Linked DNA regions of Anser cygnoides: region 2 is linked to region 1. A link is a contact called in public Hi-C data. All regions are on one chromosome and are shown on one strand. Each heading gives the region's core, a stretch centred on a gene start, on an enhancer-like site or on the middle of the called end of the contact. The rest is flanking DNA. Distances are from core to core; before and after follow the strand shown. Region 1 holds the start of POMGNT2 (protein O-linked mannose N-acetylglucosaminyltransferase 2 (beta 1,4-)). Region 2 overlaps LOC106046650 (a long non-coding RNA gene).

The links. Hi-C and Micro-C count contacts between places; a contact is called where the count stands out from the background.
Region 2: a contact with region 1 is called in a Hi-C map of liver, with 1.8 times the contacts expected there. The contact joins the enhancer-like site here to the promoter of POMGNT2 in region 1. A contact is called at or near these places in 2 of 7 Hi-C or Micro-C datasets (granulosa cells and liver).

Annotation. Positions count from the first base shown.
Region 1 is chr2:44,866,844-44,874,036 of Taihu_goose_T2T_genome, reverse strand. POMGNT2 (protein O-linked mannose N-acetylglucosaminyltransferase 2 (beta 1,4-)) reads right to left here and starts at 3,871. Exons shown (of 3, transcript XM_048078016.2): 1 at 3,728-3,871; 2 at 1,661-1,760.
Region 2 is chr2:45,097,372-45,103,879 of Taihu_goose_T2T_genome, reverse strand. It overlaps LOC106046650 (a long non-coding RNA gene), which reads right to left. Exons shown (of 4, transcript XR_010829245.1): 3 at 5,764-5,898; 4 at 4,750-5,030. Among named protein-coding and RNA genes, the nearest start is that of ZNRF2, 6.7 kb to the right of the region's middle. Within about 2 kb of position 3,934, at least 1 of the 3 cell types and tissues checked has open chromatin away from gene starts, as enhancers often do. A contact at or near this core is called in liver, where this site is marked.

The sequences.
Region 1 (7,193 bases), core at 2,622-5,121:
TCTGATATTTTAATTATCGCATTAGCAAAACAAAAATACTGCAAATCAAAGTCCAACAATCAGCTGTTTACTTTATTTATTTATAGACATTTCTGAAGCGCTCATCACCATGGTAACCAGAAACCCTTTTTTTCCCCTCCTTGTTCAGAAGAAAAGTTGTAATTTTGAAACGTGATCCTCTGATGGCACAGAACTGATGCGCTATGCTGTGACCACTTAGGCAGGTGCTTAAAGTACACGACTAGACCTAAGTCAAAGCCAGAGCGATAGAGAAACGGAGATACAAAAAAGGAAAAAAGGAAAGGAATGAGAAGCCAGTTAAAAAAGATGGAAAGAGTAAAAGCCTCTCCTATGAAAATTCACAGTGTACTTAGTCCTACAGCAAGTCGTGACCTCCCTGGTGCTTTTTCCCGCAATAGCACGTGACTGGTTCACGGAGCACAGTTCAATTAATCAAGAGTGACCAACAGGTTCCCAATTTATGCCGAAGACACTGGTGAATACTCTCGAGCAAGGATTTCTAAGAGGAGAGCAGCTTACAAATGAGGCTGCGGAGGGTTGCCTCTCTTTTGAGAGCAGAGAAGTCAGGAGCCTCACTTTGCTGCTCACTTCTAATTCCTCAGCAATTAGCCATTATCAAATTCCCACAGAATTAATAGAGCTTTTCAAAAATGCCATCTGCTTACAAAATATCACAGAAATGAGTAAATTAGAATATCGCTATTCCATACACCATTATAAAACGAGTTACTAGATACGTCATGCTATTGCAGTTTCTCCATGATACTCCTGGTGTGCACAAGCACACAACTACTTTCCAGACCCTCAGAAATGATTGAAATTGTCTTTGTATTATTTGTCTGGTTGCTTCCCAGCACCCTATGAGAATATTAGAGATTATACAGACACACACAGAGTAGTATTTCAGATCCTTTGAAAGCTAATGAACTTCTAATGGGAATTATACAAAAAATAAAAGAGAGATTTTTAACCTATTGTCATTTTGTTATGTAAGAGAAATTATCATCAAGATTTCCCCAAGACACAGGTATTAGAAGAACTGCCTTCAGCTCTGCGTTTAGTTTGATCCTGTACTCTTCATAAACTGACACTGTCCAAAGCAGTTAAATAAGGAGTGTTTGGCTGCTCCTAACCAAACACATACATCTTTATGCAACACTGGTGGCTATTTTGTAGTCTCTTAAGCCGTTTTCTATATAGGGCAGAAGCCGTGTGTATGACAGGAGGGAAAGTGACAAGTCCCTCATCTGGGAAAGCACCAGCAGGCATTGTTATCAGAGCAGACCACTTCTTTTAAAGTGGACCGATGAAGCTATTTTTAAGAACAACTAATAACATCACAGAGGAGAATCTGAACTCGGCAAAGGTGAGCTGTGTGGCTCAGTACTCCTGGGAGGCAGCTAATGAAACTGAAGCTCGTCAGACACAGGCTGCATCCAGTAATTGGCTTTGAAAACTCACAGCTTAAATTCCGCCACGCTGAGTTCAATGCCCAGCTCGCAGCTAGCTCCAGAGCCGAGGGCTGCGTAGCATGACCAAGTGTGAGCAGCTGCCCTCCTCCTGCTGCACAGCCAGGCCCAGCCCGCGTGCTTGGAGGGCAGAGAAAGAAACCTGCTTTCTTCCAGCACCTTGCACCTACCAGTTCTCTGCCAGGACAGGAGAGGCAGCTGCAGGACAGTGTTGGAGCCGACGGTGCGCTGACACAGGAGGGAGCACGTCCTGCCACCAGCAGCGAAGGTCTGAAAGAAGAAGGAGAGTCCCATGTCACACGCTCACCTAGCAAAGCTAACCCTCGGTCACCACCCCATGCCAAGCATGAACTGTCCCTTAAGCACAACCGCTGGCTTCCCCGGGGAGGTGGCCAGCAAAACGGGGGAAGCATCACCCATTTCCACCAAAACCTTTCCTAGCCCACTCCTCCCCACGCTTTATGGACCCACCAACCCATTCCGCCCACCGCCCTGAACCACAATTCTGTGGTGATCCTGGGTGACAACCAAAGAAATTAGTGTCCCACGTGGGGGAAGGCAAAATTTTGCCTGCGCAGCTGACAACCTATGACTGGGTTTGAGCTCAGTGGTTTACTGCTCTCCTTTCCAGCACCTTCTTTTCATGATTCTTCCTGCCTCCCACTGCTTCCTAGAAAAAGCTGCTTCTTTGCGGCCCAGATAGGCTTTGGTTGGAAAAGCCATTTTAAACAGAGATCAGGTCTTCTGCTGAGAGAAGCCATCTATGGCTCTGTTTATATGAATAAAATGATCACAGAATCACAGAATTGTAGGGGTTGGAAGGGACCTCCAGAGATCATCAGGTCCAACCCCCCAAGAATTATAGCTTTACTAGTGGAGGATCTCTAACATATGTTTGAGAACACCTCTTGAAGACCTTGCTCGTTTAGCACAGGTCAGATATAAATCTGCTATAAACTCCGAGGAGCAGTAGTTGAATTGGGGTTGCTGCCACAGGGAACTGTTTAAACCAACAGCACTTAAAAAAAGACTTTAAAGCAACAATTTTAAGACAGAGAACAATGGGGACGAGAACGCCCAATTTTCAGACGATTTCAGGGCACCTCACTAAGCTCATAGCGAGATGTGACTCAGGAGCTTGAAAACATAATGGGAAAGAAATGCCCGTGGAGCCGATCCATTTTGCACACTGCTTAATAGAGAGTGGGCTCTAGGTAACTGGTCCCAAAACGTTAACCAGGTACCTAGGGTCTGTGTCACGGCACAAACATTGGGGGCTGGACTCCAGCTTCGACGATAGTTAGTTAAAACAGCAGAACCACCATCTCGAAATGACAAACCACTCAAAACGTGCTTTTGCAGAACAGCAGACCGCGAGGCAGGCTTCCTAGATCTAGTTCCCGAATTTGGTACCCACCACGTTTTTGGAAAGGACACCGCGCAGTGAGCAGCCTGTCTCACCGCCGATGCCTTAGCACCCATCGGACGTGTCTGGGAGCTCTTCTGGTTCCCAGCCACGTCCAGGCTCGAGCTAACGAGCCCACCCATAGGGTCAAGCGCTTTAGGCTCTGAGGCTGCTGTGAAAGGGAGCCGTTACGCTTTCATTACCCAAGCCAACGCGTCCCCCCCGGATCAGCAACCGCCGTTAAGAAGTCAGCGTTTGTCAACAGTTACCCAACTACGGCGCTGGCGTGAAAGCACCGATATGTTCCCCGGGTTGTTCAGACCCCGGCGTTATTGCCACCACCGCCACACAAGAGCGCGTCTCTCCAGGCTGTTTGGAGGCAGCAGCCATTACCTCCACGGCACACTGGGGCGCGAGGTTAACCACCGGGGAAAGGACGAAGCTCGGGCGCTGAGAAGCGGGCTGATGAGCGGGAGCTGAGAACGTGCATGTGCTCCCAACGGCACCCGCACCACGAACTTTTCCCCCCGCGCACCCAGCACCCGGTAACGAACGAGGGGAAGGAGGCGGATCATCCAGCACCTGTACCCACCGGGGCCAACTTTAGAGGGGCTGGCGAGCTTGCGAACCCCAAGCCAGGCCCCCGGGGCGGAGGGGGGGGTTCCCGACTACAGCTGCCCGGGGAAGGCAGAGAGCCCCGGGGCCGTGCCTGGAGCCGCCACCGCCTCCCGAGCCCCTCACCCACCAGCCCCAGGTTTCTCCCTCCCGAGGCTCCACGTCCGACCCAGCCCTGCCCGGGGCTGCCCCCTCGTGCCGTGCCGTGCCCGCTCACCTGCCTTCGGCGGCTGCCTCCGGCCCAGCCCCGCCGTGCCGTGCCGCCCCGACCGCCCCCTCCGGCGGCGGCAGCGGGAGGCGGCGGCCCCTCGCCCGCCGCGCTGTGGAGCCCCGGGGTGGCGGTGGCGGCGGCGGCGCATGCCCGCGGCCCGAAAGGCGTTGTGGGGCTTGTAGTGCGCCGCTCCCTCACAGGGCAGGCCCCGTGCTGCTTCTCCGTCTGTCTTGTTTTTGTTTTGCCTTTTTTTTTTCTTCTTCTTCTTTTGCCAGCTTTCTGGGGTTGGTAATGGGGTTTGTGTGGTGCTGCGGGGCTGTCATGGGTGTTCCTTTCCACAGCCCGGAGCAGGTGCCCCTTCCTCTTCACTCCTCGTCTCTTCCTCACATCTCCAACTTCCACCTCGTTTCTCAGCATCCCTGCCGCTGCCTTCCCACGCTGTGTTCCTCAGGGCCCTTTTCCCTGCCCGCACGCCGGCCTCCTGCTTTCCTCTGCTCCGTGCTAAACCAGAGGGCAGCCCTCTTTATTAAGCATAGCCAGCTTCAAACCTCAGAAAAATCTGACCCGTAACAGGTATCTTTACTACAGGAGGGTTCCTTTCCACCGCGGAAAGTGACAGTAGGTCCCACAGGGAGTTTTAGTGAGGTCAGGATTCGCCACTGCGATTTGGAGCTTGCCACAGCTTGAACAGCTGGCTGAGAGCACGCAGAGACCAGCACAAAAGCCAGACTCAGCCGAGCACACGTACATTTATGCATTCAGCATCTGTGCATGACCCTGCTCCTCTCAAAGCCAGCGGGACTTTTGTCTTTCCCTGCACCGAGGCTTTTTATTTGTCATGGGAGCTTTCCGTTTCCACACCCACACAGTCCTCTAAGTGGAAGAGAAGGGCAATTAATGGCTTGGTAGCATCTTTCACGTTAGCTAGCGTTTGTGTGCATAATTAAATACTCCCAGAGTGACGGGACTGCTAACCATGTTCAGGAAATAATGTAAAACTCAGCCGTTGAAATGTTTGCCCCTGAAAAGCGGAGAGTCATTTGGGGAAAATCAAATTTAATAGCTCAGCACTCCTTCTGCCGGTCTCTTTTCCTGTCTTGCAAATTTTTGTAGCTAACGATCCAAATAACTATCTCGTGTTATAGGAGATATACGTGAGAACGAAGGGTTTTCAGAAATGCTCATTGCTGCACTAAATATAACTTCATTAAAGTCTATACAAATTTTAACGTTGACCTCCCATGGCCTGATAAGGCAAGCATCAGGCTTTTGAGATTCGTTTTCCCAGATTTGTTCAGGAACTATTACGCTAATGAAATCTATTGCAAGAGATCCCATCTACTGACTTTCTCATTAGGTTTCTGAGTTATACTCCAGTCTTAAAGGGACTTCAGAATGTTAGATCTACATCCTTACAACTAAGCAACGGTGCAAAGGAATAATAATCATCATAATCATTTTCATTAACGTTTGCTGGAATAAAACCTAACTATTTATTTCAACAATGTTTACAGTTCTCTATTAATTTCCCCAAAGCATTGCGAGTAGAAGTCTCTTCTGGAAACTAAGATTTCACAAATACCTGTTTGCATATTCACAGAAATGTCATCTGCAGTGCTATTTTTCCTCCTTGTTATGAAGTATTTAATGAACCAGTCAAAAAGCCAGACATTACACCAATTTGAATTAAGTGGCCAGTCACGTACTACAGACAATGAATGGCCAAAGATACAGACATAATCATTCAAAAATAAAAATAAAAAATCCACCCATAGGCTGAAACATGTTTGTGTGAAATATTCATAGGACTGTAGTGATTTACTGCCATGTCTGTTTCAGAATAATTTGCAGTAGGAAAAGAGTATAATCTGATAAACTTTTCATGCAAAATAGTTTGTTCATTATTCCTGGAATATCAAGCTTGTAGACTAATCTGATATGATGTTTAAGCTTGTCACCTGTAAGGGGGAGGGAATTGTTTTCCCAAACACAAGGTTTTACAGGGGATACCTAGTGAAAGCAACGTGAATATGCTGGTAGAGGAGACAGTCACCTCCGTGCCCAGACATGGGTGCCTGGTGCCACCTGAGGCAGCTCTGGCTGCCTGAAATGTCTGTGCCAGGCTGGTAGATGTGACATGGACCTGCAGGACACTGTCACTCATTGTAATAGCAGCCAGAGGCCTGGCCTGAGCTCAAGGGCCAGCACAGTACCGCTACACCCAAATCACCCCAACAGGACTGCTCAAGGAATGAAGCAGCTTTCAGAGACGTGGGCAGAGGATGGATCCGCAATTAGGAGCTAGAATCGTTGAGCTGCCTTTTACAGCCCAATAGACAGAGCAGTAGCTCCAACCTAAGGCAAACTTTGAAATGTTTCTATTTCATTCTTCACCTTTTGTGCTTGGGTTTTAGCTCCCTTTATATGTGCAACCTCTTTTAATGAGAAAATAATAGAAGGCCTGATCCCAGCAGCCACCCCCGTCCAGCAGAGCCACTGATGTGTGATGTGCCTGCTCACGAGCATCAACAAGCGGGACTGCAGCACTCCAAGCCTTCAGCTGAAGTCAGCCAGATCCATCAGCTTCTCTGTAGTGACTGGGAAGGAAGGCTTTTGCTTTGCCTCCGACTGGGGGACAGTTAACATTAAGACAGAGCATCAAGAGGAAATCAGAGCTGTATATAAATACATCACTCATAAAACCAAGCAGGTACCTCTGTAGACACTTAGACCCCATGGCAGGCTAGTTTTACAGCACCCTGCACTTTTGTTGAAAGCTATAAGTGCCCTCTGCTTTCTTCCTGAGGTGCAGCCCATTATCTGGACAGAGCTGACCTGTGCTGGGAACAGGGCCCGGTGGCTGGATGTGGAGAACAGACATACCAGTGGCTCGAAGATTTAGATGGACGGCTGCCAGATGGTAGAGAGGAAAGGAAGGCTGCTTTTAGTTATTTTTACAGAGCCATTGTGTGTTGAGGTTTCAGAGAGAGCCCAGCCAGGCTGCATGCCATCCCTCCAGACCTCTGCTGCAAGGAGGGAGCGCTGCAGTGGTCTGGCTGACGAGACAGCCCTGCTGCCCAGGCTGCTTGCAGTCCTCCGTGGCAGAAAGACCTCGCCGCAAAGCAGCATCAGCTACCTGCAGGAGCACGGAGAGGGATTTAGTGAGTTGTAAATTCCTCTTGGAGGAGGAAAAAAATATATTCATTCACAAGTGACCCCTTTCTCTCTGGCAAAGTTCATGCATGTCCAACTCTCTGCTAGTTTTCACCATTTCTGTGTGTGCTGCACAAACAAACATTTGGTGGGCACTTGTGCTGTTAACCCTTATACACCAGGCCAGGGAGAACCATTCACACACGTTGTTGCCAGGATCCCCCTGGGATTGAGCCACCCAGATTTTTTAAATGTCAGCTTTGCAAATTATTAGCTGGGGGGACTCACGTGAAGCCAAGGGATGTGGCAGCTTGTGTGC
Region 2 (6,508 bases), core at 2,685-5,184, 230 kb before region 1:
ACAAGAAACAAAGTGACTTATAAGTTGCCCAAACAATCAAACCAGATAGCTGAAAACCAAGGACAAGCTTCTTCATGATCTATGTTGTTTCTCTCCAAGCACTGCACCCTCTTTCCAGCTTCTTCCACTGGGAAAGAATTCTTGATGTGAATATTTTTGGATTCAACAACACACTTTTTTTTTTAGTTTTTAGCAAAAAAAGCTGGGCTGCTCACGGCTCTCCACTGCACCCTGTCTCCTGGGGGACTGGGTTACGGGACAGGCAGCAACTCCTGCAGCACCACTGCTCACGACTGGCCTCCTCTTTGCTTCAGTCACATTTTTTGAGCTTTCCATATCCCTCTGGCAGCTCCAGGCAAGGGTGCCAGCTCCTAGGACAAGGGCAGCATGACCCGGCAGGGCTGGTGGCTGTGTCAGCCACCTCGGCTTAAGCTGCTACCGCAGGAGGCCATACGCTGCCAAAATCCTGTCACACCCTGCTCACGGGTAGCAACTGTTTGTAAAACAGCCTACTAGAGCAGCGACTCCTTTACAAGAGCTGTTCCTGCACCCCAGCCGGGGGATTTGTAAGAGCCCTGAGCCACTGAGTAAATAAGAGGACAGGCTGTGCCTCGGCGGTGGTCCCACAGGCCTCCCTGAGCGGCAGCCGGCGCTCACACCACTGGTGTGAATTTAATATTAATTACATGACACCAAATTATTGCCACTCAGCCTAACCCACTGCTCCCCAAAACGTAACTCAGATTTCGTACAAGTAGTCCAAAGCAAGTCAGTGCTCCTAGCTGGGATTATATCCATTACTGCCCGGTTTCATACCCAAAAAGGCATTGCTTTTGTTACATGCTGCAACGTTCCCAAAAGCTTAGGATGGCAGCTGAATGTACTTATTCTGGATGTTCCATCGCTGCACCAAATATAATCTGCAACCTGGTCACCTTTAATCTGTTAATGTCCTTTTGGCCATCCTGAACGTTGCAAGGGAAAGGGTGGACAAGACATGATACGATGACACCAATGTTGAAGTGTTTTAATTCAATGTTACTACTATAGATCTAAATTTTTGTGCATGTTTTTAAATTTCAACAGAGAATTTTCTTAAGTTCCTACATTTTTTTTCTTTCCCTTTCCCCTTCCCTTTCTCTCTTTCCTTCTCCTCGTTCTTTTCCTTCTTCTCCATCCCCTTCCCCTTCTCCTTCTTTACCTCCTTCTCTCTCTCCCTCTGGTATTACTTTTTGTTACAAGAAGATACTCAACATGTGATGCAGTTTTGCTTGCTTTTGCTTCTAATAATAAATATGGGCCAAGTTTTGCACCCTATAAATTTGGGTGTATAAATTTGGCCTGATTCCACTGATATTAATGGAATTTAAACTGACACCAGACTCTAACCCTACTTTTTTAATGCTTGATTTGCATGGTCTCAGCTGTGAGACAATTCATCTATAGACTACTCTAAGCCCCCATTAAATCAGAAAAAAGAATGTTTCTGACTGAACATGCCAATCATTACAGCTTATCTAGTGAGAGATGCCACATGCTTTCTCCTGCTCTATCCTTATTTTTGACAGCTACTTATGCTACTCATTGTCTAATTGGGCCTGCCAATCCTCCCTGCTCATCCCAATCTGTCCATCCCAGACACAAGAATCTGAAATGTTTTTTAAAATCCGCATATGGTTGTTGATTACAAGAGATGGGAAAAAAAATGCAGCCTAGATGTGGCAATATGCTTATTTCTTTGTGATTATCATTCAAGAAAAAATAAAGAACTTCAAAATTAAAAGAGGAAATTGCACCTTAATACTTGGGCTTTCTGACTCTAAGGATGGGAAGGGTACTACTGACAGGATAAAAGCCATATTTCTTCCTGAGGCTTGCACACTCACAAAGCACTCAGGGCTAAATCCTGCCTTTTGCTGCTTGCTGTGCTGTGAGGGAAGAGGAGGTAATAGGTATTCTCAGGTGGCACCAAACGGCAGGAGATAGCTTGCCAGTGTGCCACAGAGCCCAGCACAGGGCTTCTGGAGGACAGGGATGTCATCATGAGCAGCAGGGCCTGGTAGGTCAGGACCCACTTCGCCTCCACGCAGAGAAACAAGAAGCGCACTGTGCTGGGTCCCGCTGGGAAATTCAGTTTATGAACAAGAGGATTCCCTCTGTGGAGCACGCATCTGCCAGCCGCTGCTGAACCTTGCTGCTGGGGCTTGCCAAGCAGCACGCCGGCGTTTGGACGGCAGCGTCTCAGTGGGGCTGGCAGAGCTCTGACATTCCCCTGGGACCTGATCCAAAGCTCATGGGATTCAATGGAGGACAAAAAAAAAAAAAAAAAAAAAAAAAAAAAAAAAAAAAGTCCATTGATCTCAGCGGTTTTGGATCTGTCCTTTTTGCTCTTCTCCTTTGATGATTTATCCAACGCTGACATGCATATATCACTTCTGAAGCACACAGAGCACTTGGTTTTAATCTCACAATTTCCCTGGTGACAGGAAAAGAAGTATGCTGGCAGCTGACATTGAAAAATACTCATTATTCTGTACATTATTATTGCTTGTTACCTCCCCACGGTAGATAGAAATCACAATGAAAAATCACAAATATTTTGTTTTTCAGTCTCTGCCTGCCCTTAAAGCAAAATATTACAAAGGGCAATTTTGTATGCATGTGGGAAAGCAACAAGAATGCTTCGTACTGAAATGGGAGGTAAGAGAACATTAACGACTAAAAGCCACTGTTAAGCAAATGATCCCTTTCTCTAGAAAAAGCTTAGAGAGGGAGATACGCTTTCTGATTTACCAGGGAATTGAATTCTCTTCTTGGATTGGAAAGTAAGAACATTTTATACCTGTGAAGGCTTCATTTGAAAAAATCGAGATTACTGGGCCGTTGGCAGCACTGCTCTGCTAAATCCCACAGTGCCAGTGGCTGCAAAACGGACTCGTGATTCCTCGTGTCCTGAAGGGAGGTTTGCAGGGACACCAAGGGGTTGCCACATGGAGCATCTGGCTGTGGGCTTCTCCAAGGGATGCTTCTCCAAGGGGTGCCTCCACAGCACCCAGGTTCATGGAGCCAGGACACCTCCTTCCCACTGGGAGGGCCACCCACTGGCAGTCACTTTCATAAAGCAGAAGCGATGCTTTGCTATATTTTAAAAATTTTCATTCCAGTCCAACACCTTTTTGCCTCTTTGCTTCCCCACTGGCTAGTGCAATTTTTTCAGCACTAGATGTCAGTGTGGACATACGATACCAGATTGCTCTGCATTTTTTCCATTCACAAGAGAGGAAGAATTGCTATTCAGAGTGAAACCGAGTCTCTCCCCAGCCTCGTGATGTGCTTCCAACCAAGCAGGTCTTTCCTTTCCTGTTTGACCTTCACAAGAAATGTGTAGAGCTGTCTGTCCTTGGTATGGGTTCATATGGCTGTAAAGGGGGCCTCTTCATTTTGTGATCATGTTGCATGCGAGTTAAAGAGGAGCTACCATGACTCTGGAGAAAAAGCTTTGCTTAGGAAGTAATGGGGACAAAGAAAAGGTTCTGAATTCTCTTGATAAATTGTGACCCTGCTAAGGGTGTACAGGTGCTCTACACAGGTGGCTAATCCTGTAACTAGCAGTACTCATCTCAATGAGAACCTCCTGATGAGACTGAGTCCATGCAGTCCCATTGCCTAGAACATTTCATCATCTAGAAATGTTTTGCTACAACAAACTGTTACAAGCACTGTTTGAACTTGAACCTGATTTATTATTTGCCTGGCATTTTCTCAATACAGAAACGAAACCAGCTACGAGCAGAGCAACCAACCAGGAAGTGTATGCTTGGTTCCCAAAGTGGTAAAATGACTCTTGTTTTTTTTTCACTCTTTAGAAAACATTTTGCTTCTTTAAGAAATGTAAACCTCCAAATCCAAACCATGAATGGCCCCTGTGCTGTTACCACAGGGCTGAGCAAGATGCATGAAGCACCCCAACTCCCCTAATTTTTTTTTTAAGCAATCAAGAGCAAGGACACTGCTCCTCCTGCTCCTAGAGAAGAACATACCAGGGACAGATAGAGTGGGGAGAGGAGGAAGTGGGTTCACAATTCCCTTTTCTCATCTCTTATTTTCATGGGTTCTGTCTTCTGCCAAGTGGATTGGAGCCAGCACAACAGATGGAGCCTTTTACACCACCCTCGTGCCTGGTTTACACCAGGCATGATGCACAGAAGCCTAGGCAGAAAACGCTTCTGGCACATAATGGGAAGTGGAGCGCTTTGACATTCCTCCCAAGTCAGTATGGCCTTCAGAAAAATCCAGTTATGTGCTTTTATATTCTTCACTGTGCACTCATTAATGAAGCATTACCTTGATACATATACTAGTGCACCTTGCTTTTATTATACTTAGAAGTTGCTACTGTCCCTTTGACTTGTTGCAAGAAGTCACTGCAGCGCAAGCATGACTGCCCAAGCAGCTGTGCTTAAAAGCATTTTGAATAGCTACCTGGTATGTTTTTGTTTCTTGTTATTAGGCTTATCAGTAGCAGACTGTAAGTAGGAAGATATAATATATTAAAAGAACAATACTTAAAACTATCAATTGAAAATATTACCACATGCCGTGCAAAAATGAACACAAAAGTATTTTTTTCTCCTGGATTCTGAGAATTTAAGGTAATATTTGGCAGAAAATACAGAACCTGAGAGAATACAAATTGTACTTGGCAAATCTAATGTCACATGGCTCTACCACCTGCTGTCATTCCTACATATGTCATTTTGTTATTGTTTCTGTAACTCTGTTTTCCTTTTACTCATCTCTTTCGGTAGATGTCTAGCATTCAAGCAATTAGTACCACTAATGAAAGATGTATCCTGTGAAAGAACTTGTCTGCAATCAGCTTCTGAAGACTGATTTACCTGTGTAATATTCAGTGTGTCAGGACTCGAAGTGCTTTCTTTATTAACTGTCATGAATTGTTCAGATAGAGCTTTTTGTAAAGACAAATGCCTCTCTAGGTGCAGAAGGGATTCATGGTCTAGCACTCCGAACTGCAAGACAAAACAATGTCATTGAGGAATAAACTTTGAAAGACTCATATTATTTCCCTCTGCAGAAATAAAGAGGGCTGAAGCCATCAACACTCCTCCCCCCCAAATCCACATTCAGCTGGCATCGCTGGGCACTGATATACGAGATCTGAAAACAAGAGAGAGTAAACATACTTCCCATCTGTTAGTTTGTCCTCCACCCCCTCTTCTTAGAAATCACAGAAACAGAAAAATCAGCTGGATGGGACCTTTATAGGTCAACTAATCCACCCCCATACTCCCATACCCACAGATCTGTGTATTAACGCCTTGCCCAAATAAACACAGATTGATGTCACTTCATTTATGAATTGGTGCAAATGCCTTTAGTGTAGGCATGGGCATGGTCTAAGCCACTATTTGTCTTTAGTTATTCCTTGAGCACATAATAAAAGAGGTCTGTGCTGTAGCTTTTGAAGAAAGATAGCACTGGGGGGGCTCTAGATGTATGAAAGGTCAGGAAGTATATAGAATGGGATACTGTGTGCAAAGATGGTAACAAAAAAAACCAACAAACTAACACATAGAACTAATGCAGTTTATTAGAGAACGAGTTACTGCCTGATTATGCACTCAAATGGCAAATTCATGTGAATGGCATTTGGCCTTGGTGAATACTGTGGTACTCACTGGCTACAATAATCCAACTCTGAATGTAGAACAGCTTAGAAATTATTATGGTGAATACACTTACCCATTAGAACTGTTAGACTAAAGTGTATTTCTTATCGTACTGCTTCATAGCAGATGTAGTGGAATGCACAGCACAAATTGCCATTTCTTCAGGTAAATTATTTCCACGTATTTCTTCCTGTACAAAATGGTCAATCTGTAAGTTAAGGAAAAATGTTAATTTATTTTTAAGACTAGGTTATCCTTTTTTGTGAACATTATCTTTCCGCATGGGTGACTCCAGTGTACAAAATACAGCATATTGTTTATGGTGTAACATAAACTTCAGAAAAGCATAAACTTCAAACAAAAAGCAGAAGGTTCTAAGCAGAATCTCTATAAAACAAGGATAAACTTCCTCACATTAAAACCATAAGTAACCACACATTTCCAGAATAATTTTAGGACCCAAACCTGGAAAGACTTTCAGAGCTGCTCATTTTTTTTATTATTATTTTGCGAAGACCGATGACAGCGTAGTGCAGGACTGTTTTTACTGCACCAGTGTAAGCATGTGCATAAATTTTGCAGGATTAAAACCAACATGAACAAAGTGTTATTCAGTGCAAATAAAAATCTAAGATATTGAATAGTAAGGTCTGCTACATATCTCAGGATACCAGCTACCAGCTGGAGACACACTGATATCAAAATGCATCATAAAAAGATGCCTACAATAGACTTATGTGTAATTCATAGTTGTACTGCCAGGGACAATACAGGGCCTTTTTCCTTTAGCATAGAGGTGTGAACATACCTGAGGACAG